7 separate regions of the Mus musculus genome follow, and all the other regions are linked to region 7. Evidence: chromatin contacts called from public HiCAR-type, HiChIP or PLAC-seq, Micro-C and promoter capture Hi-C data. All regions are on one chromosome and are shown on one strand. The core of a region is the stretch at or near the end of the contact, and the rest is flanking DNA. Distances in the headings are between cores, read along the strand shown.

The links. Promoter capture Hi-C pulls out the DNA fragments that hold promoters and counts their contacts. A called contact is a pair of places that touch in the nucleus more often than the background predicts. HiCAR-type assays count read pairs that join an accessible place to other places. HiChIP or PLAC-seq counts read pairs in DNA pulled down with a chosen protein or histone mark.
Region 1: an H3K27ac HiChIP or PLAC-seq map of extraembryonic endoderm stem cells shows a contact between it and region 7, with 4 times the contacts expected there. The contact joins the promoter of Loxl3 here to the promoter of Eva1a in region 7. A contact is called at or near these places in 2 of 39 promoter capture datasets (cranial neural crest and maxillary cranial neural crest) and 1 of 115 datasets of contacts at active chromatin or transcription factors (extraembryonic endoderm stem cells).
Region 2: a contact with region 7 is called in an H3K27ac HiChIP or PLAC-seq map of embryonic stem cells, with 2.6 times the contacts expected there. The contact joins the enhancer-like site here to the promoter of Eva1a in region 7. A contact is called at or near these places in 5 of 39 promoter capture datasets (the 3T3-L1 cell line, cranial neural crest, frontonasal cranial neural crest and 2 more), 8 of 115 datasets of contacts at active chromatin or transcription factors (embryonic forebrain, embryonic hindbrain, embryonic midbrain and 4 more) and 1 of 9 other capture datasets (embryonic stem cells).
Region 3: a contact with region 7 is called in a HiCAR-type map of astrocytes, with 4 times the contacts expected there. The contact joins the promoter of Pole4 here to the promoter of Eva1a in region 7. A contact is called at or near these places in 13 of 39 promoter capture datasets (the 3T3-L1 cell line, 3T3-L1-derived adipocytes, cranial neural crest and 6 more), 2 of 484 Hi-C or Micro-C datasets (nephron progenitors and uterus), 13 of 115 datasets of contacts at active chromatin or transcription factors (astrocytes, embryonic basal ganglia, embryonic forebrain and 9 more) and 2 of 9 other capture datasets (embryonic stem cells and pancreatic islet).
Region 4: an H3K27ac HiChIP or PLAC-seq map of extraembryonic endoderm stem cells shows a contact between it and region 7. The contact joins the enhancer-like site here to the promoter of Eva1a in region 7. A contact is called at or near these places in 2 of 39 promoter capture datasets (cranial neural crest and second pharyngeal arch cranial neural crest) and 8 of 115 datasets of contacts at active chromatin or transcription factors (differentiating embryonic stem cells, embryonic hindbrain, embryonic midbrain and 5 more).
Region 5: a promoter capture Hi-C map of cranial neural crest shows a contact between it and region 7. The contact joins the enhancer-like site here to the promoter of Eva1a in region 7. A contact is called at or near these places in 4 of 39 promoter capture datasets (the 3T3-L1 cell line, cranial neural crest and maxillary cranial neural crest), 1 of 484 Hi-C or Micro-C datasets (cortical neurons) and 1 of 115 datasets of contacts at active chromatin or transcription factors (extraembryonic endoderm stem cells).
Region 6: a Micro-C map of embryonic stem cells shows a contact between it and region 7, with 6 times the contacts expected there. The contact joins the promoter of Hk2 here to the promoter of Eva1a in region 7. A contact is called at or near these places in 1 of 39 promoter capture datasets (cranial neural crest), 1 of 484 Hi-C or Micro-C datasets (embryonic stem cells) and 7 of 115 datasets of contacts at active chromatin or transcription factors (embryonic forebrain, embryonic stem cells, extraembryonic endoderm stem cells and 2 more).

What each region holds. Positions count from the first base shown.
Region 1 is chr6:83,032,065-83,035,718 of GRCm38.p6, reverse strand. It overlaps Loxl3 (lysyl oxidase-like 3), which reads right to left and starts at 1,514. Exons shown (of 14, transcript NM_013586.5): 1 at 1,430-1,514; 2 at 1-264. The coding sequence starts at 237. Dok1 (docking protein 1) reads left to right here and starts at 2,248. Exons shown (of 5, transcript NM_010070.4): 1 at 2,248-2,348; 2 at 2,653-2,952; 3 at 3,091-3,184; 4 at 3,304-3,488. The coding sequence starts at 2,289.
Region 2 is chr6:82,735,906-82,739,439 of GRCm38.p6, reverse strand. It overlaps Hk2 (hexokinase 2), which reads left to right. Exons shown (of 18, transcript NM_013820.3): 9 at 920-1,153; 10 at 2,606-2,910. Among named protein-coding and RNA genes, the nearest start is that of Gm32480, 22 kb to the right of the region's middle. Within about 2 kb of position 1,954, at least 24 of the 459 cell types and tissues checked have an H3K27ac peak or open chromatin away from gene starts, as enhancers often do. A contact at or near this core is called in embryonic stem cells and hippocampal neurons, where this site is marked.
Region 3 is chr6:82,651,325-82,654,751 of GRCm38.p6, reverse strand. Pole4 (polymerase (DNA-directed), epsilon 4 (p12 subunit)) reads left to right here and starts at 1,887. Exons shown (of 4, transcript NM_025882.3): 1 at 1,887-2,128; 2 at 2,585-2,669; 3 at 3,274-3,315. The coding sequence starts at 1,913.
Region 4 is chr6:82,755,800-82,759,311 of GRCm38.p6, reverse strand. The region is part of intron 2 of Hk2 (hexokinase 2); the gene reads left to right. Among named protein-coding and RNA genes, the nearest start is that of Hk2, 17 kb to the left of the region's middle. Within about 2 kb of position 2,126, at least 22 of the 459 cell types and tissues checked have an H3K27ac peak or open chromatin away from gene starts, as enhancers often do. A contact at or near this core is called in extraembryonic endoderm stem cells and trophoblast stem cells, where this site is marked.
Region 5 is chr6:82,985,926-82,989,588 of GRCm38.p6, reverse strand. The region is part of intron 4 of M1ap (meiosis 1 associated protein); the gene reads right to left. Among named protein-coding and RNA genes, the nearest start is that of Gm32644, 35 kb to the left of the region's middle. Within about 2 kb of position 1,933, at least 22 of the 459 cell types and tissues checked have an H3K27ac peak or open chromatin away from gene starts, as enhancers often do.
Region 6 is chr6:82,772,901-82,776,213 of GRCm38.p6, reverse strand. Hk2 (hexokinase 2) reads left to right here and starts at 1,760. Exons shown (of 18, transcript NM_013820.3): 1 at 1,760-2,296. The coding sequence starts at 2,234.
Region 7 is chr6:82,040,179-82,043,737 of GRCm38.p6, reverse strand. Eva1a (eva-1 homolog A (C. elegans)) reads right to left here and starts at 2,110. Exons shown (of 3, transcript NM_145570.2): 1 at 1,837-2,110.

The DNA.
Region 1 (3,654 bases), core at 265-2,764, 990 kb before region 7:
AGCCTGCAGCGTGAAGTCATCATCACAGATGGTGCCCCATTCACCAGCTCGCTGTATCTCCACTCGACCTTCATAGGGCTTTCTAGGAAAGCCAGCCAGCCGGAACCTCAGCCCCTGGCTTCCTACCTTCTTCTCTGGGCTGATAGAAGGAGACGGAGACCCCACACTGAAGCTGCACAGACAGTGTAGCAGCAGTAGTCCCCATGGGCAGCAATACCACACACTGACAGCTCTCATGGCGGGTGGGGCCCAAGGAGGGGGGCACTAAGGGACAGAGAAGGAGAGACACACACACTGAATGAGGGTAGGAACACAAAGAAAACAGGCACAGCCCTAGAGACCTAGATTGGGGGCGAGGGAGACTCTCCTTTCCCTTTGCAAATAATAAAACTTATAACTTGTGGTTAGTGTCCCACCATAACCTTCCCTGGTTTGGCCATCATTACCACCAACACCATCATCTCTATTTACTTTCATCCATGGGGTGGGTATGGGTTAGAGATGGAGAGTCTACGGATGGGTTGGGTAAACAGAGATATTGGGAAGAGACACAGAGAGGACGACCCAGACAGGATGTGACAGGAAGGGAGACTGTGGGAACGAAGGGGAAAAAACAGAAAGGCACGGGGTGAGAGACACATTGAATATGGATAGATGGTTTTAATCAAACCAAAAAAACCAAAGCACAGAGTAATGGGGAATGACACAGAGAGGCAAAAACCATGAGGAGAGGGAATAAAAGCCAAGGTGCAGGCACAGGAGAAATGACAGCAAGACCCATGCAGTTAGACAGACAGATGGCATCACAGGCAAGGGGAGCCTGGGAGCCCAGCCCTGGAAATCTCAGCACTATGAATGAGAAGACTCTTCAGTTTCCTATGGGGGCAGATGCCCATGCAGGAAGGGCCGAGGCTAACCGGAGTAGGAGAACCTTCTGCCACCCTCCCTAGCACATGGGCTGGCAAATATGCTGCAGGGTCAGGGACTCCAGGAGACCTAGGCTTCAAGCTGGGCAGGGTTTGGTATGGAGTTATCCAAGCTCCCTGGAACACCTCTTTTTCTGTCACTGGGCAACCAGAAGCTAGGGCTAGCTCCCCAGCTCAGGCCTTCTCTATCCGAGGCTGAAAACAGTCCTCCACAGTAAGGGGGGCCCTCCATTGCTTCCCCCAACTCAGACAAGACAGCTTTGTTCTGGGGGCATTTGGCTCCGAAGCCCTGGTGTTCAGCGTAGGGCCTGCAAATTGCACCCTGAAGCCTCCATCCCCAACAGTTTGCTCAGCTTTCCACTCTTCTGTTTCGCTCCTTGACCAATAATAAAACTGTCAGTTGGTTGGCTTTCCCGACTCCATCCCAAATCAGCGTTTCTCCTGGTCCACCATCCTCTCCATCCCCAACTCCTCTTCCCGCTGGCCAGCAGTAACTCCCCTACCTTCGACTAGGCACAACTCCAGAGGCTGGAAGCAGAGTCCTGGTCCTGGAGATTACTTTCAGGACTTCTCAGAAAAAAAGTGTTCGGCCAGGGGAGACTGGACCCCCCCTTCCTCTCCCCTCTTCGTTGGTCCCTCCCACGTCCCCTAGAGCCCTCCCACATTCCGCTTTCTCCCTCCATTCCGGCCAGGCCAGTTCCCTCCTCTAGATCTTCCCCTCCCCTGTGGAGCTGGCTGCAGCCACGCCACCCCCTCCCACTCCTCCCGGCTCAATGAAGCTTTCTTTTCCCGCAGGTTGGAGGCCCGGCAGCCGTATTCAGGGTGCTTGACTTGCAAACGGTTTCGGGACAGCAGGACGGCCCCTGTGGCAACGGGAAGCTTTCCAGCCCGTAGCCGTTCCTCCACATCCCCAACTAGACAGAGTATCAACAACAGTCCAGTCCAATTCCCGGGCTGGGCCATGAGAAAAGGTCCCACAAAGAAAACTATTGTCCCGATGGCTCCCTTGGTCATTATGGCGCCCCCGAGGTGCCTGCAGGTGATGTCACGGCCTTCACTCTGATGTCACGTTAAACATATGTCGTCACTCTCAGCTTCCACCCCCCAGGCACTAGGGCCCCTGGTTGGTGATCACCGCTTCCCTGAGTGGTGCCACTGTGTGCACCACTAAAGATAAAGGCTTTAGTGAGCTCTCCCTGAGTTCTTCCTGATGGCTCGTTTTCCTCCAAGCCCTCCGCTCCCCCATCACCGCCGCAGGGGCCGGGGAGGGGCGGGCACGCCTCCGGCACCCTGCAGCCTCGCCCCGCCCCGCCCCGCCCCCAGCCCTCCGGGCCAGGAAGCGCGGAAGGAATCGCCTGGGCCATGGACGGGGCTGTGATGGAGGGTCCGCTTTTTCTGCAGAGTCAGCGCTTCGGGACCAAGGTAGTTTGTTTGTGGCGTGGGGGATGGCGAAACCCCTCTGGACTAGAAGTGGGTGAAAGAATCCAGAAAGAGGGAAGGGGCCGGAAGAAGGTCGGAACGGCGCGCGGGCAATTGTAGATCCCCAAGACGTTCCCTTAAAAGTCTCGGGCTGTGCCCTCCTTGGTGCGGTCTTGGGATGCCATTATCTTTGGGAAAGTAGCTCAGCCTGGGAAGCCCCAGACTCAGATCGGCCTTCATGGGTCTCTTCTTCCTTGTGGGGCGCGTGCTACCACCGCGCACTCTCGAGTCTTTCGTTCTTTCCCAGAGGTGGAGGAAAACTTGGGCTGTGCTTTACCCAGCCAGTCCTCACGGCGTGGCGCGGCTGGAATTCTTTGATCACAAGGGGTCGAGCTCTAGAGGGGGTCGAGGCGGCTCTCGCCGTCTAGACTGCAAGATGATACGCCTGGCTGAATGTGTGAGCGTGGTGCCGGTGACTGTGGAGAGTCCCCCTGAGCCCGGCGCTGTTGCCTTCCGCCTGGACACCGCACAGCGCTCGCACCTGCTGGCGGCGGACGCCGTATCCAGCACCGCCTGGGTGCAGACTTTATGCAGAACCGCCTTTCCGGTGAGTGACTGGGGGTGGGCATCTCTGGGCTTAAGGGACACTGCGAGGATGGAGCTATTATAGAGGCACTGGACTTCTTGCACCTACCCTAGACCCAAGAGAATTATATATAATTCTTCCATGTTCCCTTTTCTGCAGAAAGGCGGCTGGGCTTTGGCGCAGACGGAGAACCAACCTAAGTTTTCTGCCTTGGAGATGCTGGAGAATTCGCTGTACAGCCCCACCTGGGAAGGTAGATGTCTGGCAGGAATGGAGTGGGTTGAAGAGGTGCCCTTGGGGAGCTAGTGATTGGAGTCAACCGAGTCCCTAACTTGCCCCAGCGCTCCTTCTCCTTCGTATGTGTTCTTCCAGGATCCCAGTTCTGGGTAACCTCGCAGAAGACCGAGGCTTCTGAACGCTGCGGCTTGCAAGGCTCCTACATACTGAGGGTGGAAGCTGAGAAGCTGACTCTCCTGACTTTGGGTGCGCAGAGTCAAATCCTGGAGCCGCTCCTTTTCTGGCCCTACACTCTGTTGCGTCGCTATGGCCGGGACAAGGTGCATGGGGCTGTCTGGGAGGATGACCCGTCAGGGAGGGCTACCAGGTTGAGTAGCTGTAGGTGACAATTCCATTCTCAGGTGGTCTCTTCTGTGCAGATACAGTAACTTGGTCAGGCCTGTGACTCATTTTTTATGACACGCCTAACGTGTTTCCCCCACCCCC
Region 2 (3,534 bases), core at 705-3,204, 700 kb before region 7:
TGGCTTGGAGGTGTGTGTGTGTGTGTGTGTGTGTGTGTGTGTGTGTGTGTGTGTGTTAAGCCTTGGGTATGTGTTCTGCAAAGTGTCTACCTTTAAGACAGACTTCTCACTGGCCTGGAATTTACTAAGTAAGCTAGGCTAACTGACTACTGAGCCTCCAAGGGCCCACCGGCCTCCACCTCCTCTTTTAGACATAAATTGTGGGGATTGAACTCGGGCTCTTGTGTTTGCCAAGGGTTTGCTTTTCCCAGTGAGCTCGGGAATGGGAGCAAAGGCTTTCACTAAACAATGTTCCAAAGATTTAGATCTGCTGTTCTCGCTTGAGATTTCTACTTGATTGAAGGGGGTCTTATAGTTTCAGGGACGTGATGGAGCGAGGAAGTAGTTTTAGTGGCAAAGAAGGGCAATGAAATAGTTCAAAGAACTTTGCTAACGAGGACCCTCGGAGCAGTTCTGCCTGCCCTTTGTTAAGCCCAAAGGGAGATGAAGGCGCGTGATATAGAGGCATGGGGCTCCTCAAGGAGAGGCTCAGGCCCTACCTCCAGCCTTTTCCCGTGTCTTCAGACATAGACTGGCTTTTGCCGTTGCAGAGAGCCAACAGGTAGGGTCCACACTGGCTTCAAGTACTCAAAGGTTGCCATTCATATACTTTGAGGGGAACAGAGAGCAGGAACCCACATGCTCGCTTGCTCCCCATTTGCAGCGGCGAAACCAGGGTCTTGTCTTTATAAGATACACACAAAGGAACTTCGAGGTTTTCCTTGTGGAAAATAAAAGAGTGCCGACAGAAAGCAGACCTCCCTCTGTGTGTGTGTGTGTGTGTGTGTGTGTATACTCGGGTGTGGGTGGTCTGGGAGAGGAGCCTTGAACTGCTGGCCACAGTGAATTCAACACTGCTCACACCCTATCTGTTTCCCAGCGATAAGGACGGAATTCAGAAGGCCTACCAGATCCTGGTGCGCCTGGGTCTGAGCCCGCTGCAGGAGGACTGTGTGGCCACGCACCGAATCTGCCAGATTGTGTCCACGCGCTCAGCCAGCCTGTGTGCAGCCACCCTGGCCGCGGTGCTGTGGCGGATCAAAGAGAACAAGGGCGAGGAGCGACTCCGCTCCACCATCGGCGTGGATGGCTCTGTCTACAAGAAACATCCCCAGTGAGTGAGCAAGCCGGGGCTGGGAACAGAAGGGTCCCCTGGAGACTCCATGAGGCAGCTCTGTATTGCTTTCCAGACAGCATAAGTGTTCTCCAGTCACTTGGTATGAGTGGGATTGCTTTCTGAAGGCAGCTGATGGCTTGCCCTCTGTTTAGAGCTCCTGGTTGCTGAGTCCTTGGCTTGCTGCCTCCTCTTCCGCTCTGTTTTGAGACAGGCTTGTCCTCTAGTCCCTCCCAGGCTGGCCTTAGACTCAATCTGTGCCCATGGCGAACTTAAATTCTGATCCTCTTGTCTGTCCCCGCCTCCCAAGTTCTAGGATCACAGGTGTGTACCACCTTTCTGCAGAGTTTGCCATTGAATGCTCTGTGCATGGCAGGCAAGCACGTCCTCACAACCCAACATCATCCCGGGCCACCTCCCTCTTTTTATGAGTTACTGATTCATTCCTTGTTCTTCCATTACTCTGACTGGTTCATGTGGGTACCATGCCCTCTGTTAGTGGCCATCCAACCTTGAAGACGCCAGCCTCTCCTGATTTTAGTGTCGGATTGTTCCCGCCCTGTCATGTCCCTTTGTTCGTCTATTCCAAACTGTTCATATCTCACCTGAGATCCAGAAGAGGTCTTTTGTGTTCCCGTATTTTTCTGTCATTTTCTCAGTGTGAGTGCCAGGTCAGGGCACCTTTAACTGAGCTGGTGGCTGCCATCTGGCTCTGAGATCCATCTTCAGCATTCTAGCCCAGGGCTGTAGGAACATGGATAACCTGGGAATGTGGTTAAGAGGCCGGTTCTGGCTCAGTGACTGGGTGAGGCTGACTTTTACAGTGACTGGCCTGCCGCGAGGCTGCTTGCTATCTGTGTGGGTGTGGGTGGTCTGGGAGAGGAGCCTTGGAATTGCTGGGCTGGGCTGTGCTGTCCGCAGCAGTCTGCGCTCCGTGGAAGCTGCAGGGGGCCGCCACCCAAGAGCTTCTCCCTAATTAAACATTCTCACTGTCTCCAGTTGTTCAGATGCTTCTGAGGCCATTGGCAGGAACTGGAAAGAGAAAGGCCAGAGTCCAGAGAAAGATACTCGTAGGCTTTTGTTGTCATTGTTGAGTGTTTTCCTGGGGGCCATCAGATGAAGTGAGCCTGGATCTCCAGGGGCATCAGAAACATTTGATTCCCGTCGTCTGCCCTGGCAGGGGCTGGCTCCATCTGCTAAGCAGAGGAGCTGAGGCTTGTTCCATGAGAAAGAGTGGGTCTGTGTGACTGCGTTCACGGGGGAAGCCAGCTAGGGCAGCCATGATTGAATAGCTGGGCCTTTATATTAGTCACCCTAAGATGGGGGTGGGGGAGGGATGGAGAGAGGAGATACAGACACCACTTGCTTCTGCAGGGGCCATGGTCAGCTCTGCGGCCATTTGTACCACAGACTGTAACCATGGACACCCGTCTCTTTCTCTGTGTGTCACAGTTTTGCCAAGCGTCTCCATAAGGCAGTGAGGAGGCTGGTGCCCGATTGTGATGTCCGCTTCCTCCGCTCTGAGGATGGCAGCGGCAAGGGGGCGGCTATGGTGACGGCGGTGGCTTACCGTCTGGCTGACCAACACCGGGCCCGCCAGAAGACCCTGGAGTCTCTGAAGCTGAGCCATGAACAGCTGCTGGAGGTTAAGAGAAGGATGAAGGTGGAAATGGAGCAGGGTCTGAGCAAGGAGACGCATGAGGCCGCCCCTGTGAAGATGTTGCCCACTTATGTGTGTGCCACTCCAGACGGTACAGGTACGTGGCATCGACGCCCCGTGTGTGTGTGTGTGTGTGTGTGTGTGTGTGTGTGTGTGTGTGTGTGTGCTGTGTGTCGTGAGCCAAAAGATATCCAGTCCCCCTGGAGCTGAAGTTAGGGGGAGTTGGGAAACCCCTGATGTGCTTATTAGGAGCTTAACTTGGAACCTCTGCAAGAACAGTGTGAGCTCTAAACTGCTAAAGTTTCTCTTCAGCCCCATTAGTTTTGCTTTATGAAATGGGTCTAATGTAGCTCAGGCTGGCCTCAAATGTAGTCCAGGATGCTGTACAGGACCACCTTGAATCAACCTATGCTAGGATTGTTCGTGTGTGCAGACATTCAGACCAACCAATTTTTTTGTCTATTAAAAATTTGCTCTTTGGCTGAGAACTGAAACCAAGAGAGCCTCGCTCAAGTTCATACAACCAGTGTCAGCTGACATTCAGACCTAGGAATCTGCATTCCAGAGGCAGCTCTCAAATACTACATTAGTTGGGTCTACATGTATTTCCTGTTTGGCTCCATATAAAAAATTTCTGGTCCGTGATGGTTCATGGTTGGCACCGGCTCTCGAGGCAGAAGCTAGGGTTAGGTAGCCTGTTAATATGGGGCCTAGCTCCATT
Region 3 (3,427 bases), core at 638-3,137, 610 kb before region 7:
AAGTTGGGGTGAAAAGATTGGAAATCTATGTAATCAATTTCTACGAACAATCAACCAATAAGAATAAAGTTTCTTGGTTTTTTTTTTTCTTTTTTTCTTAAGTACACAGTAGAGAGCACTCAAGACAAAGGTCCTAAGGAAAACTCTGGTACAATGTAACTCATCGCTCCTCCCCTGGAGCTTTTAATTCTGGCCAAAACTCATTTTGTTCCAGTGGGGCCTCTGTGTATAGACCCAGTTAAAGTTTATTGCTTAAATTTGGAAGTAAATGATTTCAGGTTATTATGCAATGAGCCCTTGGCTTCCCCTTATTCCACAGGTACACTGTGGAACAGTCTGTGGCTCACTCATAGCTGTAAATAAAATTACTTACCTGCATCAATAGTACAGGCATTATGACTAAACATTAATATTTATATAAAGCAATTAACTAGGTACACAGTGTTCTTATTATGCCTTATATTAAAAATTTAGTGTGTGTTGGATGCATTTGTTGGTATAAAGGCCCAAGGTCCACAAGCTCACTGATTTGGTTCGGCTAGCTTAGCTGGCCAAAGAACTTAAGCAATCCTGTTCTCTTAGTGCAGAAGTTACAGGAGTTCTATCACACTAGCCTTTTACTGTGTTCTGGTGATTCGAACTCAGGTCCTTGATGAGCAGCATACACTTTACTGAGTTGTCTCTCTTGCCTATTGCGAATATTTGCCACACTTCCATGCCAGATCTCTGGTTCGGTATGAGAACTCATAGGTAAGAAGAGGCAGGGAGAGGCTTCTTGGAGATCCTTTGCAGAGGCCGGCGAGGTCAAAGCGATTTTCTGTTTTAAAGATAGGGCCTTACTATGTCGTCCTCGCTGGCTTGGGAACTCCCTCTGTACACCAGGCTGGTTTCAAAGAGCATGATGTGCTTTTGCTACTTGAGTGCTTATATTAAAGGCGTGCACCACCACACCTGGTAAAAGTTATCTTAATCTTAGTCATTCTCATTCTCTCAAGAAGGTGCAGTGGAATTTTCCATAACTATGCAAAAAAACAGATAGTAAAATGTTGAGAAGCAGCTAGACGATCAAATTGTTTTCTAAAGGAGACATTAATTTTTTTCTCATCAATTTTTGTTTTTGTTTTGTTTTGTTGGTTTTGGTTTTTTCGAGACAGGGTTTCTCTGTGTAGCCCTGGCTGTCCTCGAACTCACTTTGTGGACCAGGCTGGCCTCGAACTCAGAAATCCGCCTGCCTCTGCCTCCCAAGTGCTGGGATTAAAGGCGTGTGCCATCACCGCCCCGCCAATTTTTGTTTTTGAAAAGTTACTTGTCATGATAATGTTTTGCCAACACTACATACTAGTATTTTAAAACATAAACCCTATGCAATTAATGTTCCTAGAGAACACAGTTTTTAGTTTTGTTGTTTTGAGTAAGGAGATCAGTGTTCTGAGCTAACCCTTGTTTGACCAACCACAGACAAAACTTGCTCTCCGTGTCTGCACGCCTTTTTTGCAGTGGTTTCCTCCCACTAAACCGCACTTCCAATTCTGCCCGTCAAACGTCCCATTCCACCTAAAACATGATCCCCGGCGCTGGCCCGGGTCTGTCGCTGCGCGGGGCAGCGTTGTGGGGACACCCACGGGTTCCCCTCCTGTTGGCCTAGAGGTTAAACTCAGCACCTACTGAGGCTCTAGAGAAGCATCCGGACTTCCGGCTCAGCTAGGCCACGCCCGGCCGCTTCCAGGCTGTGGCCGCCCGGAAGAGTACATCAGACCCCGGAGTCAGAGGGGGCGGTTCTGGCGCGCCACGCCTAGTGAGGGTGGGGCCACGCCCACACGGAGAGGCGTGGTCTCTACCCGGCGCGGGAAAGGGGCCGAAATCGCGTGCGCGCGCTCAGTCAGCGACCGCGCGCCACACGTTTCGGGAGGGGATGGCGGCAGCGGCGGCTGCTGGGAGCGGGACGCCCAGAGAGGAAGAGGCTCCCGGAGGGGAGGCAGCGGCTTCGCAGGCCCAAGCCCCGACGAGTGCACCCGGGGGAGTTCGCCTCTCGAGGCTGCCTCTGGCGAGAGTAAAGGCCTTGGTGAAGGCAGACCCTGACGTAACGCTGGCGGGACAGGAAGCCATCTTTATCCTGGCGCGTGCCGCGGTGCGACGGGGAAGCAAGGGCGCCTGGGTCGGGGAAAGGGGCGTGGCATCTAGGGGGCGTGGCGCTAGGGGGCGTGGCGGGCCCTGGTACGCCGACCTGACTTGACTGAGACCTAGGAAGGCCTCTGTGGGCCCCGTTTGAGTTGGTTAGCCACTCTCCTCTTCACGAGGACCCACGCAAATTTAGTTTGCATGGCTCCCACGGCTCACACAGAACTTGAAGGGGATCCTAATGAATGAGTAGGGTGGATTTGGAGATATTAGAGCAGGGGGATTGGAGCTATGGAGAGGGATAGCAGAAGTATTTTCATAAGTTCAGTACAATGGTAGCTTCTAGAACTTTCCTGTGTGGTAGAGTTCCCCCTTTACCCTTCTTGTCCACGTCTACACAGGATTGCTCATCTCAGTGGGCTAGAGTCCACTAATCTCTGCTTGCTTTTTTTTTTTTTTGTTGCAGGAACTGTTCGTGGAGACTATCGCAAAAGATGCCTACTGCTGTGCTCAACAAGGAAAGAGGAAAACTCTCCAGAGGAGAGATTTGGGTAGAGTCGCTGTGGTACCCCAGGGTGGACAGGGGAGCTATGGGCTGGGCTTTCTTATAGCTGTTTCACAAGGCATCATTGAAGCAAGGGGAAATTTGGCTTTTGGTTTATTTGTCTACCTGGTAACCCTTCCACATGTGTAAGCCTTTAGAGACTGTACCTCTCATTCCCTTCTATGCTGCCAAACTCTTTTTCTAGTATCTTTTTTTTTTGTTTTTGTTTTTCGAGACAGGGTTTCTCTGCAGCCCTGGCTGTCCTGGAACTCACTCTGTAGACCAGGCTGGCCTCGAACTCAGAAATTCACCTGCCTCAGTCTCCCAAGTGCTGGGATTAAAGGCGTGCACCACCACGCCCGGCCTTGTTCTAGTGTCTTTAGAGTAGAGAGAAAAGTGAATTTTGGAATAAGACAGGATTGTAGGATGCCTTGAACAGCATTTTCGCTGGCTTTTGAGGTGAGACAGTTAAAAGAATAGTGAGTGTAAAGATGGATCTTAGGACCTCTGGGTTACAGTTTGTAAGTGATGTCATTTGCATAAAATTCCATGTTGGGTCTGATGTCTGAATGGCAAGAGCCAATCAAGTATCCCTTTACCTTGTGTTTCAGATAATGCAATAGAAGCTGTGGATGAATTCGCTTTTCTAGAAGGTGAGTTCACTGCCTGCACAGACTATTTCTCTGTTGATGATGTGAGCTTCAAACCTTATAAAACCTTATAAAACAGATGTGTGGTTTTCCTTTGTATACATGGCAGCAATTC
Region 4 (3,512 bases), core at 877-3,376, 720 kb before region 7:
ATTTGGATAGTCTCTCTTATGATGCCACCAAGCAAAAGATTGACATTGGAAAGAGTGTTATTTGACTTTTTGGGGAAGACAAACATCCAGCCTGCCTGGTGCCCAAACTGCAGAGAGCTGCAGAGTACCCCCCCCCCCCCACACACACACAGCATTTGCTAGTGTTTACATAGCCTTGGGGAGAGGCTTTTGAATTTGTGCCTTCCTGGTCTCCCTTAAATGAGGACTAAATCCCAGAAAGCCTTTCACGTGGACCTTTCGCTAATATGGTGGAGGTGATGGAAGTGTCTGAGGGCATGAACAGAATCTCCACACCCATGTGAGTTCATCAGCACAGGTTGGGTACATGGGAGACATAGTCATGGCCTAGTGGGGTGGGGTGGGGTGGGGGTTTTGATGGACAGGGAACTCTCAAAGCGAATGCCAGGAGGTTGAACCTGCACAGTGGCTTTGGTAGCATCCCTGGAGGTAGAGGTGCAACCTGTTATTGGTAGAGCCTATTCATTTGCCACAGCGACAACCATGTTCTAGACTGGCATTTGTGGGGTCCATAGCAGTGGGGGGCACTAGTGTGAGGTCTTTATCTGGGGAGAAAGGGAGAGAGTGAGCTCAGGCCAGTGGAAGATTCAAGAAGCAGACTGAGAGCCTGAGGGATGGGCTGAGCAGCCGGCCAGGGGCTGTGGAAGGCGGGTCTGTGTTGGAACCTGACCTTGGATCCCTGCGTGCCCTTGAGGAACAACTTTTGAGAGTCTCTGGGATCTGGTTTAACAAGACGTTGTACAGTTCCTAAAGAAAGAATATTTGTTGAAGCCTTGTGGCCTGTTTGGCCCAGCACTTAGCATGTGTCCTTGTTCATGAATGTGTGTGTTCCCAGACCTTCAAAGAGTCCCCTGAAGTGGGGAGAGGGGACCCTGTGAGCTCTGCAGTGCCCTCTAGATTGGCTCTGTCTCATTCTGACTGGAAGCCATACCACATCTGTGTTTCAGTGTGACATTCTGATAAATGTATCAACTTCTGAAGGGCAGCCTGTATCTCACTAAGTAAGCACCTCAAATGTTGAAAAAGTGCATTGTGGGAGCCAGGGCTTGCCCTGAGCACCTACCTACCTCGTAAGCTTAAAAGATTTATTTATGTTTTTATGTGTGAGTATTTTTTTGCTTGCATGCCTGCCTGTATGCCGTGTGTATCTAGGAGCTCTGAGAGGTCAGAAGAGGGCGTTGGGTCCACTTGAACTGGAGTTACAGACTGTGACCCACACAGTGGGTACTGAGAATCGAACCTGGGTCCTCTATAAATAAGAGCAGTAAGAACGCATTAGTGCCGAGCCACATCTCTAGCTCCAATTCATTTACTTAAACAGAACTTTGATGAGGTATATGTTTCCGTTTCTTTCCTTGTGTGTGTGTATGTGTGCACTTCAATGAGTCTGGAAGCCAACTTGCTGGAATAGCTTCCTCCTTTTACCATGGGAGTCCTGGGCGGTGGAACTCAGCTTGTCAGGTTTAGCAGCAAGTACATTTTCCTCAGACTCATCTCACCAGCCCCTAAAGAGATTTTTATCCTCCTTTTTTAAAATATGAAGCTGGGATGGTCAAATAATATGCCCAAGTTCACACAACTGATGATAGGCTGAGGCCAGGAGTCAAACATGAAGATGCCAAAGTTACCAGGTGTGCGAGTGTGAGCATGTGCATGCAGATCTGGGTGGTATAGGTTGTGTGACAGGTGACAAGTGGTGTATATGACAGTTCAGCTCTACACCTGTTTACAGTGCCGCCATACTGGAAGTGTACCTTTGCCTGAGGTGTCCTGCATGCCCCCTTACATACATAAGCATACTGAAGTACAGATCTCACAACATGATGAGTTGTGAGAAAGACACAACCCCCCCAAGTCACTGGATACAAATGAAACTCCAAGCATCCTTGCACTAGGTACGGCCATTGAAACAGAAACTAGACCGTGTGTACCAGACAACAGACAGTTCTGTGCTAAAGCCCTCTCAGGGTCTCAGTGGTAGATACTCTACAGAAAAGGAGAGTCAATTTTCAGAGAACAGTCCCGTAGCAAGCAGGCGGTGAGACAGTCAACTCGGGCTGGCCCGAACCAATGCCCAGCCCCGAAGCACACCGCCAACAGCATGTTTTATTTTCCTTGTACCTCCCACATGACTAACACAATGCCTTCATTCTTCTTTTGGGAACTCTGATTGGGTTTGATCCACAAAATCCTCTCCTAGGTTCAGCCATCTGTGAGGCCGTGGTGTGCCAAGCTCCCATGGCCTGCCTTTGAAGAGTGAGAATTGTCCTTAGGGAGATAACGCTTACGCAGATGATACACTTAGAGCGTGATCCTGGGCCATATAATGCAAGCATGAGGTGTGATAAAGGGAGCCCAGCTCTGTGATAGGCTGGTTGTGTGCAAGCTGCCCCTTATCTTGGTTGCTGTGTATTTTACCAACATCTACGCAGTAGAGGCTTGAGTGAACTGCAGCACACAAGCGAGCTAATTAAGGGGGTTTATGATGTGGTGCTGGCGACCTAAGCAGAGATTGTACTGATACCCTCTATAGTGGGTGGCATTTACGTATGTTGGGTCAAACACCTGATTGTTGTTGTATTGATTTTTTTTTTTTTAAAGATAAGAGTCTCACACAGCTCTCGTGCAGTCCCCAGAGGCTACTGGCAATAAATAATTCTGTAGGGCAGATATGGGCAGGCCCCTTTCTAGGGGCATAGATTTTGTTAAAGCGACAGTTCAGAAACTGAATGTGGGAATCTACTTGTGTATTAGTGGGTGAGCTGGAAGCACGTGGCCGTTTGCTGCTTCCAGCATTCGGTGGCCAGGAGGTCTGGGAGTCCTGTGAGTCAGCCCAATGCAATCCACTTGGCTAGTTTAGTTAAGGTTAAGATTTCCCCAGCGTCACCACTGGAAGTCCCATTATCCCTGTACACTGAGTAATCCAATGCAGGAGGGTGACGCTCTTGTCTGGCCCTTGAACCTAGGCCCCTGCTGCTGTTTGGCTGGGCTGCAGCATCTCCTTGGCCCCAGACACATCCATCCCCTCCAGGTTACTCACGCACAATCTTATCTGCCTAGGAACCAGACAGTTCCCTCCCAGTGACAACTTTGACAATGACACTCGCTAGGTGCCTGTAGCCCCCATTGCATCAGCTCTATGCTGTAGCTGACTTTGACGTGACATATTTTGGCAGCTATAAATTGGTACCATGTTATATAGTTATGCTAGACCGACACGCTGACACTTAACTATGCTGTGAACTTCCATGTATGCTGACCCTCTCTCCATCCAGAAGATTCATGCTAACTCCTGTTGCCTGTACCTGAAAGGTATTCTTGTAGAGCAGAAATGACTCGTACCATTCTCTTTCTTCTTGGGTCAATGTGTGGCTGGGTGGCAATCAGAACAACTGTGGCGCTTTTAGGGGTCGTCTTCCATTCTCACTGCTGTAGCAACCGATGGCAGGGGATGACATGATTTCGCCTATTCA
Region 5 (3,663 bases), core at 684-3,183, 950 kb before region 7:
GAAGCCCTGGCTGGCCTGGAATCCACTATGTAAACCAGGGTGACCTTGAACACACAGAGATCTGCCTCCCTTTGCCTTCTGAGTGCTGGGATTAAAGGTATGCACCACCACACCCAGCTAAATTAAAAAAAATTACTTATATGTATGTGTGTGTCTCTGTGTGTATACTACATGTATCCTGGTGATGTTGGAGGCCAGAAGAGAATGTTACACCCCCTGGAACTGGTGTTACAAGTGGTTGTAAGTCACCTGTTGTAGCTGCAGGAACTGAACCTGGGTCCTTTGAAAGAACATCAAAAGCTTTTAACTGCTGAGCCATCTCTCTAGCCCCAAATCTTACAAATATTTGAACACCCCTCAAAGGCAGGAAAGCAGGAGAAAAAAAGACCAATCAAACAGAATTAACAAACAACAGAATAAAACAATAGACATGAAACTAACCATATCAACACTTAAATAATTATTAATGGAGTATCATTCCAAGTAAAACTTAGAGGTTATCAGAATAAATAAATAATATGTTGTCTACAACAAATTTTCTTATTCTTTTTTTTTTTTTTTAAAGATTTATTTATTTATATGTAAGTACACTGTAGCTGTCTTCAGACACTCCAGAAGAGGGAGTCAGATCTCGTTACGGATGGTTGTGAGCCACCATGTGGTTGCTGGGATTTGAACTCCGGACCTCTGGAAGAGCAGTCGGGTGCTCTTACCCACTGAGCCATCTCACCAGCCCAAATTTTCTTATTCTTATTCTTATTGGTTTTCAAGATAGAGTCTCTCTGTGTTGCTCTGGCTGTCCTGGAACCCATTCTGTAGATAGGCTGGCCTTGAACTCAGAGATCCACATGCCTCTGCCTATGAAGTGCTGAGATTAAAGGCCTTGCCACCATGCCTGGCTCAATATACTTTAAATACAAATCCACAAATGAATTGAAAGTACATGTATTAGAAAAGATAAATGATAAGGACTCAGGAGAAATGAAAGCATCCATGCCTGGAAAGATCTGTGTGTAGGCATTTATACCAGTTTTACTCATAGTCAAAAATAGAAAACCAAAGTGTCCATTGACAGGTGAATAGTTAAACAAATTATTTATGTAAAATATTACTATTCAACAATAAAGACTTGTTATAAACACCATGGACAAATCTCAACATCTGAATGAAAAAGGTCAGACACAAAAGTATATATATATATATATATATATATATAGTATGATTCTACTTTTGTAAAATGGGAAGTAAAGGGCGGAGGGTGGGATTGAGTGTGTGTGTGTGTGTGTGTGTGTGTGTGTGTGTGTAGGGGAGGAGGGGCCTTTGAGCACAATGCAAGGATTTTATATCTTGACTGGGGTGATGATCTGTAGGGGTACAGGACTGTGAAAACTCACTGAGCTGTACATGTTGAATGCATGTAACTTCTGGTATGTAGACTATTCCTCAACCCGGCAAGAACAAACTTTAAAAAATCGCCATTTTCAAGTAATTTCAGATATGCTGCTAAATTCCTATCACTTCATTTAAGTATAAAAGGAGGGGATGCTATTTTTCTGAGATCACGGCTTCTTTTAATGAAACACATGTCTGTCTGGGTTAAAAATCTTTAGGTAGCAAACACAACAGAGCTTCTAATTTAGACTTAATGCCACAGGAAAACGACTTTAATGCAGTTATCCAAGACAAACTCGATGCGCAGCTGCTCATCTGGCCTATTTTGTAAGACATCAGAGTCTGACAACTGCTTAAAGTACAGAGGGGACCCTCCAATCCCCTACCCCTACTTCTTTCTGGACTCTTCTAAGGAGCAATGAATCTCCATCTTCTTTGTTTGGATTGTTAACATTTGGTATTTCCTGAGAACACATGTGGATAGGCTGCCTTTCCAAGGATCTTGACATCGATCCCTGGTAAACTCTAGGAGGAAATTTTAAACAGATGGTTTGTGAGCACTTAGCAAAGGAACCTGATATCCTTGTGTACACGGCTGAGAACTGTAGGCTCGCTGACAGCCTCGTTAAGCTGATTTGTAACTGCTTCAAGACTCACATACCCAATCAGTGCAGACGGTTGTCAACCTGGACAGATGCTGTCTGGATGCCAAAGTATATTGATCACTGTGACCTCCCGAGTTTTGGCATATTTATTACTTATCCATTCTTTAGAAGACTAGTATAAAAATTTTATCGTATGCAAATGAAGACGTATCAGGTGTGCCCTTGTAAGCTCTAAAAGCTCAGCCATAAGCAGACATCATGAATCTCTTTTGTTAACTTGAGATACAGAATGTCATGAATAGCACGACATGTCTGTGTGCTCTTCCCTCCTCCTCAGAGGAAGCCTTGCTATGCTGAACTTCCTTATCATTCTTTCTCTTTTAAAAAGGTTACTGCTTTAAGTAATATTTCATTGCTTTAACTTCCTGGAGCTTTGTAAGAAGCACAGTCTTCTATATGCCATGAGTGGCCTGCCTCTCCCCACCCCCCCAACACCCCCCACCCCCCGTATAAACATTCATGAGCATCGTTCCTCTCAGCTGTGGTGCTCCACTTTATGATGATGTTACAACGTTTGCATTCCAGACAGCAACTTCTCGCTGGTTACTTGAGTGAGAGCTGTAGGTGTGGTTTTTCTGACTCCCTTTTCCATGGTGTCTTCTGACAAACAGGAATTCTGATTTTACTATAGGGATGCTTCTTCAGTCTTCTGTAGCTAGCAGACTTTGTGTCTCATATGAAATTCTTCCTTCTCCTCACCTACAGTCATTAAGTTTTTTCTTATACATTCTCTTCTAAAAGTTTTCTCTCTCATATTTAGGTTTTATAAAGTAGAGATCCAACTTCTCTTTTTTCCTGAAGGATCAATGATCGTTCCAGCATGATTTAGTAACTACACTAATCTATTTTCATTGTTTTTCCATGGCAGCCACACCACACATTATGTTTTCATGTGACTTTCTGCTTCTGGGCTCAGTAATAAGTTCTGGACAGGACAAATGGTCTATTCCTGTGTCAGTATGACACTACATATTATTTTCTGCAGTGCTGTGTGTTAAACCCAGAGCATCATGCATATGAAACAAAGGATGTGTGATTGAGCATATGATAAGCCCAAGTACTGTCTTTTTTTTTAAGATTGATTTATTTATTTTATGTGAGTACACTGTAGCTGTCTTCAGACACCCCAGAAGAGGACATCTGATCCCATTACAGATGGTTGTGAACCACCACGTGGTTGCTGGGAACTGAACTCAGGACCTCTGGAAGAGCAGTCAGTGCTCTTAACAGCCGAGCCATCTCTCCAGCCCCTCCAATACTGTCTTATTTAACAACTTTATGAGTCATCTTTGCACCCTTGGCTTTAACATGCACCTTAATTTCAATGTGCACATGCACATGAGCGTGTGAGTGCATATACACTTTGCATGGGATTAGTTCATCAGATTAATTTTAAAAAGTGAGCTAGGTATAGTAATTGTAATCTCATTTATGATGAGCATTTGAGATTGACATAGGAGAATGTGATTTTTTTAGGGCAGCTTAGGTTACACATAACCTAGGCTTTGTAAAGCAAAACTCTGCCTCAGAATAAAATCAACAAATGAAGCTGGGCGTGGCAGTACAGACTTGTAATCCTAGCACTCAAGAGGCTGAAGCAGGAGTA
Region 6 (3,313 bases), core at 511-3,010, 730 kb before region 7:
TATCTATCTATCTATCTATCTACCTACCTACCTACCTACCTAGCGTATCTATCAAGCTATCCAAGTTGGCTTTGAATTCCTGACTCTTCTGCCTCCACCTCTGAATCACTGGAACTACGAGTGTGTGCCACTACATGAAGCACTGGTTTGTATTTTAAACAAGTCTCTTTAGCTCCTGAGTGAACGAGGGATCACAGTGGTCAAGCTAGAGGTACCTAAAAACAGCAGCTAAGTGAAATTACACAGGCTCTGGTGGAGTCATCGGTGGCCTGGCTATGAGGGTCTGGCCTCTTTGATTTGCTAAGTTAGACTAACTGTTCACTGATGGTGTGAATAGATGTAAGAGCAGGGAGAAAACCATGGATGGTGACGTCATTTGTGGAGACAATTGGTAAAAGGGGGGGGGGTGACCCTGGGAAGTTCAGCCTAGTACATGTTAAGTGTGAGACACTAGTCACCTCCACAGGGATGACAAATGACAGCTGGTTAAGAAAGCCAGAATCCCTGGGGAAAGTCCTCGCTTGTAGATTAGGTTTGTGAGTTACCTGTGTGCGGATGGTGTAACTGCTGACGATGGCGCTAAGAGGGATCACCCAGAGAGGAAATAGATGAACCACATCATAGAAAGTGGAGCAGAGCCTTTTTAGGGCTGGGGTGTACCTCAGTGGGCAGGGTGCTTTTCTAGCACGCACAAAGTCCCATGTTAGATCCCCAGTAGTGGCACATGCCACTCCGGAGGTGGAGAGAGGGCTTGGGGAGTGAGATTATTTGGAAATGGTAGGCTTTATCTTCCTTCCATGTAACTTTCAAACTCCTGGCTTTCCATTCTCCACCAGCACCAACTTCATGTCATCTGAGGTGCTATTTCAATATTGATGGCGTCTACTCATAAATGTCAACTTAGAGTCTGGTGTCAGGCATGAGCTGAGGTCGAGGCGGGCTCTTCTCAGCATCTATAAACCATTTCACACCACTTGAGCCTAGGATCAAGCTGTTACAGGTGCCCTTTCTCCTCCCATCTATCAGTCCCAGCTACAAACAAAGTTTCTCTCCAGCCTTTGCTGGCTTCAAGAAAGGCTGGATAATATACCGGGGGTGGGGGAATTGCATTTCAGAGTAAGATGTGTTCCTGTCTTCATCTACCATTTGTTAGGGGTGTGACCTTGGGCAAAACTCACTAACAGCACAGTGCCTAGTTCCCCAATCTGTAAAACGGGGTTAGTAAAATCCATATGCTATATTGGTGTGATATTAAGAAGGGCTGACTTTTGTAATGGCTTAGCTTCAGGGATCCGCTGACTCGTTGAGCTACAATTAAGATGAGAATCACGGTGCTTCAGACTTGTCACAGGGCAGTGGCAGCCCCTCACATGATCCCCAGATACCAGATTATGGCGTGTGCTGCTACGATCACTTGTCTTTCCAGTCGCCCAACATCTCTTGGGTCCGCGATCACGCGCCCCCCACCCGAAGCTGAGCCTGACGCGGCGGTGGCTCATGCGCCCTGGAGTCCCGAGCTCTAGCCACGGAACACACGTCCCAACTCTGGCGCCCAGCTCCGCCCCTAGCCTCGGGCGCGTCTCTCCCGCCGCCTGCTTGGGTGCTGGAGCAGCCGCGCCCGCGGGCTCTAGGCGCTGATTGGCTGTGGACCGCGGGCGGACAGCCGAAGAGCGCACACACCCTCTTCCCGCAGCCAATGAGCACATCCACGTCACTGTCCGGGGCGGCCCAAAGAGCCGGCAGCCCCTCAATAAGCCACATTGTTGCACCAACTCCAGTGCTGGAGTCTCAGGACACCACAGGCTACCCGGAGTTGTTCTGCTTTGGAGATCCGAGGGCAGGAGCATCACGCCAGTGACTCTGATAGGTGCGATCGCCGGATTGGAACAGAACTGTCATTTTTTTCCGAAGTTGAGCCTTAGTGACCCAGTGAGTGAAGTTAGCGACGGGACGCTAAGCAGCTAGACCGGTCGGCAGGAGTGAGACTTAGGGTACCTTCTAGTAGTTGTGATTAAAAAAATTGAAAAAAAGAAAAAAAAAAACCCTGTTTCTGGAAACTTGAGGCCCTCAGCTGGTGAGCCATCGTGGTTAAGCTTCTTTGTGTGGCTCCTGGAGTCTTCGATCCCAGCCGGACACCCGGGCCTGGTTTCAAAGCGGTCGGACAGCGCTGCCTGCTCCATCGGTAGCGCTCGAGCCTCGGTTTCTCTATTTGGCCCCGACTCGCCGCAACAAGATGATCGCCTCGCATATGATCGCCTGCTTATTCACGGAGCTCAACCAAAACCAAGTGCAGAAGGTAAGTCGGCACGGGCGGGAGCTTCTGGCTCGCTTCGGACCAAGTTGCGTGCTCTCCCGGAATCTGGAGCACGCAGAGGACCTGCTTCCTCCTCCTTCGGGGCTGGAGACGTGGAACCAGTCTGGGTAGCTGGGAAAGTCCTGCGCGCGAGAAGCCACGTCTGCTAGGCACCCTCGTGGCCCGACCGCTCACCATCGATAGTCCCACCTACCCGGGACCTGCGCGCACCCTCCCCACCCTTAGAGCCCCTAATTTCTTGATGGGACGGCCGCCCTGCACGTAGTCTGAGACTGCTGCGCCCACGTGGGAGGAGCCCCCTTCTGCAGCCCCGAGTTCCGGCAGGAGCACGTGGGGAAGAATCCTGCTTAGGGGAGGAGGCGGGGTGGAAGCGTGTAGCAGCTGGGGCCCGGCCCTCTTGAATTTAAGGATGTGTTGAAGAGGCCTTCGGTTCCTCGTGGCGCTCCTTGGGGGTGGATCGGGGGTGGGGTGGGGGAGAGAGCCACCCAGGAAGGAGCGGGAAAGGGCGCAGAAAGACTAGCCTGCCGCGCCCCCTCCCCGGAACTGAACTGCCCGGAACTGAGGCTCGAAAGGGGCGCCCCCTCACAGCAGACCTTCCTGGGGACCGCCCCGCCTCGTCCCCGTGTCTGGCCGCCGAGTTGAGGGCGGATTTTGGATAGTATGTTCTGATTTGGAACTAAAAGTTACACGGAATGGACTCATCTTCCCACCCCACGATCCCCAGAGTTCTTTTTTTTCTTTTTTGTTTTTGTTTTGTTTTCTTGGTTTCTGAAAATGAACCTTTAGTCGCTCTGACCTTCCTGAGCCCACCTCACTCTGCCTTCCCGGCAAACTCCAGTTCTCTCGGCGCGCCATTTACATAAGAAAGCGCCTCCGGCCCTGCTTGGAGCCTCACTCTCCTCTTCGGGCTAGAGAGGTGGGGGTGGACCGGAGCCAGGCCCGGAGCGCTCTAACTCCCAGGAGAATTGAGTTTCTAAAATACCCAGGATTACGGGATTG
Region 7 (3,559 bases), core at 861-3,360:
AATGACTGACAGACACCTGTAGACCCAGGTCCTTTCTGTAAGCAATGGAGAAGCAAGAAAAGTGTGGGGCAGGCCAGCGGCCTGGTGGGAAGCCAGCAGTGGAATTCTGACTCTGGGGCTGCAGGTGGGGGTGGGGATATGAGAACAGGGGCTGGGGTAATCTGGAAAGGAGGGGAGTTGGGATACTCTCTGTGAGCCAGTTCCTTAAGTCAGGGTGACCCAATGAAAGCACAAGCAGTAATGGGCCAGAGGTATTGTGAGGAGAGGGTTCTCCTGAGCATTCCACCAAGCGAACAGCATCCTCCCTCACCCACAGGGTGAGGGCCAAAAGTATCTCCAGCTATTACCAGACTTCCCTTAAGGGCCACAATTAAAGCACATGTGGCACACACACACACATACACAAAATACAAAATAAAATATCTCTAAAATTAAAATTAAGCTCCACCATCTTTACTTCCTGGTTGACATCGGAGGGGGGGCGTTGACTCTGGTATTTTGAGGCAGAATCCTGTGGAACGAGGTTGGACTCAAACTCATTTTGTGGCCACAGATGACCTTGAGCTTCTGATCCTCCGGATTCCACTCCCAAGTGCTAGCCGCCCCACTCCCCCCCAACCCCTCCAACCTCCACCCCTGTGTGTTACACTCTTGGCCCCACTATTTTTCCGAAGAGAAAACAGCCACAAGAAGGCATTACCAAGGCTGGTGGTCTGACCCTGGCTTCCTTGACACCGGACTTGACCTCAAGCCGGCCCGCGGTGGCAGACTAACAATTACACTGCCTGGAGGGGAGGGAGGGGCTGAGAGAGCGCGGCGCCGGGTAGTATCCTCTTCAGTGAGCTAGGACGGCAGCCGGCTCTAAATAAACGCTTTGGATTTGAACGGAATCGCGATGTATTTGCTATAAAAGGTAAAGGCTTGGTCTTCCCTGAGTGTGAGCAGGCAGGAGGTAGCAGATTTCTTGCTCAGACTGGACTGAGGAACCATCTTTAGGGCTGGACTTGGGGTGTGCGGCACAGACCTGTTGGGATCCAAATTCACGCTTGGACCCTTTGCAAACTGCGAGGCTCAAGGCCGCTTACTCCCTCCTTTCCTTTTGTCCATTTTTAAAGCCAAGATTCCTAGAAGTTCCTGCCACAGGCCTAAGGTTGGAAAAGGTGTTTAACTAAGTAACAAAAATGAAACTACCCAGCGGGTCCGTCTCGCCGGCTTCAGAGCCATACTGGTTTGTCTTCATGCCCTGCAAAGATCTCTTCCCTCTACCCCCAGTCGTCGGGATCCTTCACCCCCAAACCTGATGAGTCCCTCTCCAGCAACAGAGCGTCACATTTAAAGCTTTAGGGGGCGCCAACAGCCTTAGAACGCCACGGTCCACTCCAATCTCGGGGATCTGGGGACGCGCGGGGGGGCGGGGGTCGTCAAATAAGTGTCAATAGTTCAGTGGCTCTGAGAAGAGTTAACTAAGTACTTCGCTAGGCCGGCTTCAGGTGGGTTAATCCCCAGCCAAGCCTAAATCCGCCGCCGCCGACTGGCCCGCTCAGCCAAGCTCCAGGGATTGGAGCAGCTAAGAGAAGCGCCCTGATTTGGAATTCACGAGTTCTCCAAAGCCCAAGGCAGAGGGTAAGAGTGGTCTGACCAAGCCAAACAGGATCAAGACGCTGGGGACGCCAGAAGGAAGGAGAAGCAAAAGAAGAAGGCAGGACCGGTGCTAACACCTGGACAGGGGTTTGGAAACAAAGCGGTAGTTTGGGATCCGAAGAGCACTAAAGAGTTCCCGCTCAGCAGAATTAGAGTGTCCCCGCGCCCTGAGCGCGCTTCGGGGAAGCAGCTTACCTTCTCTAGGACGACTGGCGCGTACTTCCGGGGACCGAGCAGGGGGGCCTGGAGTGGATCAGATCACCTAGGGAAGGGCACGGCAGTGTGCTGCTGCGCCCTGTGGCTGGGGCACCCGCGCGCCGGAGAGCAATTTGGGGCGGCCCTCCCCAATCAGGGCTGAGCACGGAACGCGCACACCCAGCCTCTGGACTCCTCCAGCCCTGCACACTCTAGAGGAGCCTGAGTCCGTGGGAGGAAAAGGTTGTCTCATTTCCTTCGGTCTCCCCCCGCTACCCCACCCCACCCCCGCCCCTCGGCTCCGGACCTGCCCTCCCTCCCGCTCCCCGCCCCCTTCCCCACGTGGGCGCCGCGAGACGCGAAACCTGAACGGCTGCTCCAACTTAGTTCAACTTTGGCAACTCTTGCCTGCCTCCCCGCGCTTCCCACCGTCCCCTGGGTTACATGATCTCCCCATCCGCGGTCCCCACCTTGTCCCGAACTTCCAACATTTCCCTCTTTACAGCAAGGAGCCCAGATCTGCAAGCAGAATCCAACCCTACCCCCAACCCTCATTGGCTTATTCCTGCCTGGTGGACTGCACTCGTTGAGCCAGCTTTAAAACCCCAAGTCCAGACAGGAAATAACCACTTACTTTGTTAAATTTGATCGACTCTTTTTTTTTTCTGAGTGGAGAGTTTAAAGTCTGATGCATAATCTCCAAGGAATGTTCGTTAGTATCAGAAGACATTACCACTTTTTGGTCTTGCTTGCCTGGGTTTGAAGTTTTGTTAAACTACAGGAGTATTTATGCAGTGGCCACAAGGAGCTTGGTGCAGAACAGGCTAGAATGACCCCAAAGGACATCCTGTTCCTCGGCAGTTAGCACAGGTAACTGGGGCAAAGATAGGAGTGGACCAGTCTTAATGGTAGAGGACAGTCTAGACAGGCAGACAGGCAGGCTGTGCAGCCCAGCCCTGTGAAAGACAGGAAGAAGGAGGGGAACAGAGAAGAGATCGCCCTGCCAGCCCAAGAAAGGGTGTTGCTGGGAACCAGGGCAACTGAAAACCAAGGGCTCAGATGGTGGAGAAATTGGATGGAATAACCAGGGACCAAAAGGGGTCATCAGAATCCCAGGTGTCCTCGAGAACTGCTATCAGAAGCATACTCTAGAAACAGCTGCTGTTCTCCTGCCCCTCTGGACCTGACTCACTGAGAGTCTACATTCTGACCCAATGCCCGGATTCAGATGCTATTTGAAAATGTTGCTTTCAAGACCATTGGTGGCATGGTGGACTGAATATATCAGACCACAGAGCCCTGGCTGGACTTTAAGCTATTAGGTTTAAAAATGAGAAGAAACCCAGGTCCACTCATACGATCACTGAATTTGTCTAAAGAGGGTCCCCCAAGTGTGTTTCTGAAAGTTGATCTGACAGAGCCAGGGCTGAGAGCCATAGTCTACACTTGGCCAAACAGTGCTTGCTTTATTTAACCTTGAAATGCAGTGCTTTCCCTCAAAGAAAACAATCTCAGGGTCCTGATGTAAACACAGACCAGTTGTCTTCTCTTATAGAAGCTACTGGTCTGGCAGGAAGGGTCTTGCTTCATCGGTGCCTTGAGCAACCAGTTCTAGCTTTGGACGGCCACTAAACTACTCCCTGAACTTGAATAAGGCCTCCTCTCCAGACTTCAGTTTTTCTTATCTGTAAAAGATACACACACTTAACCAACTCCAAATTCC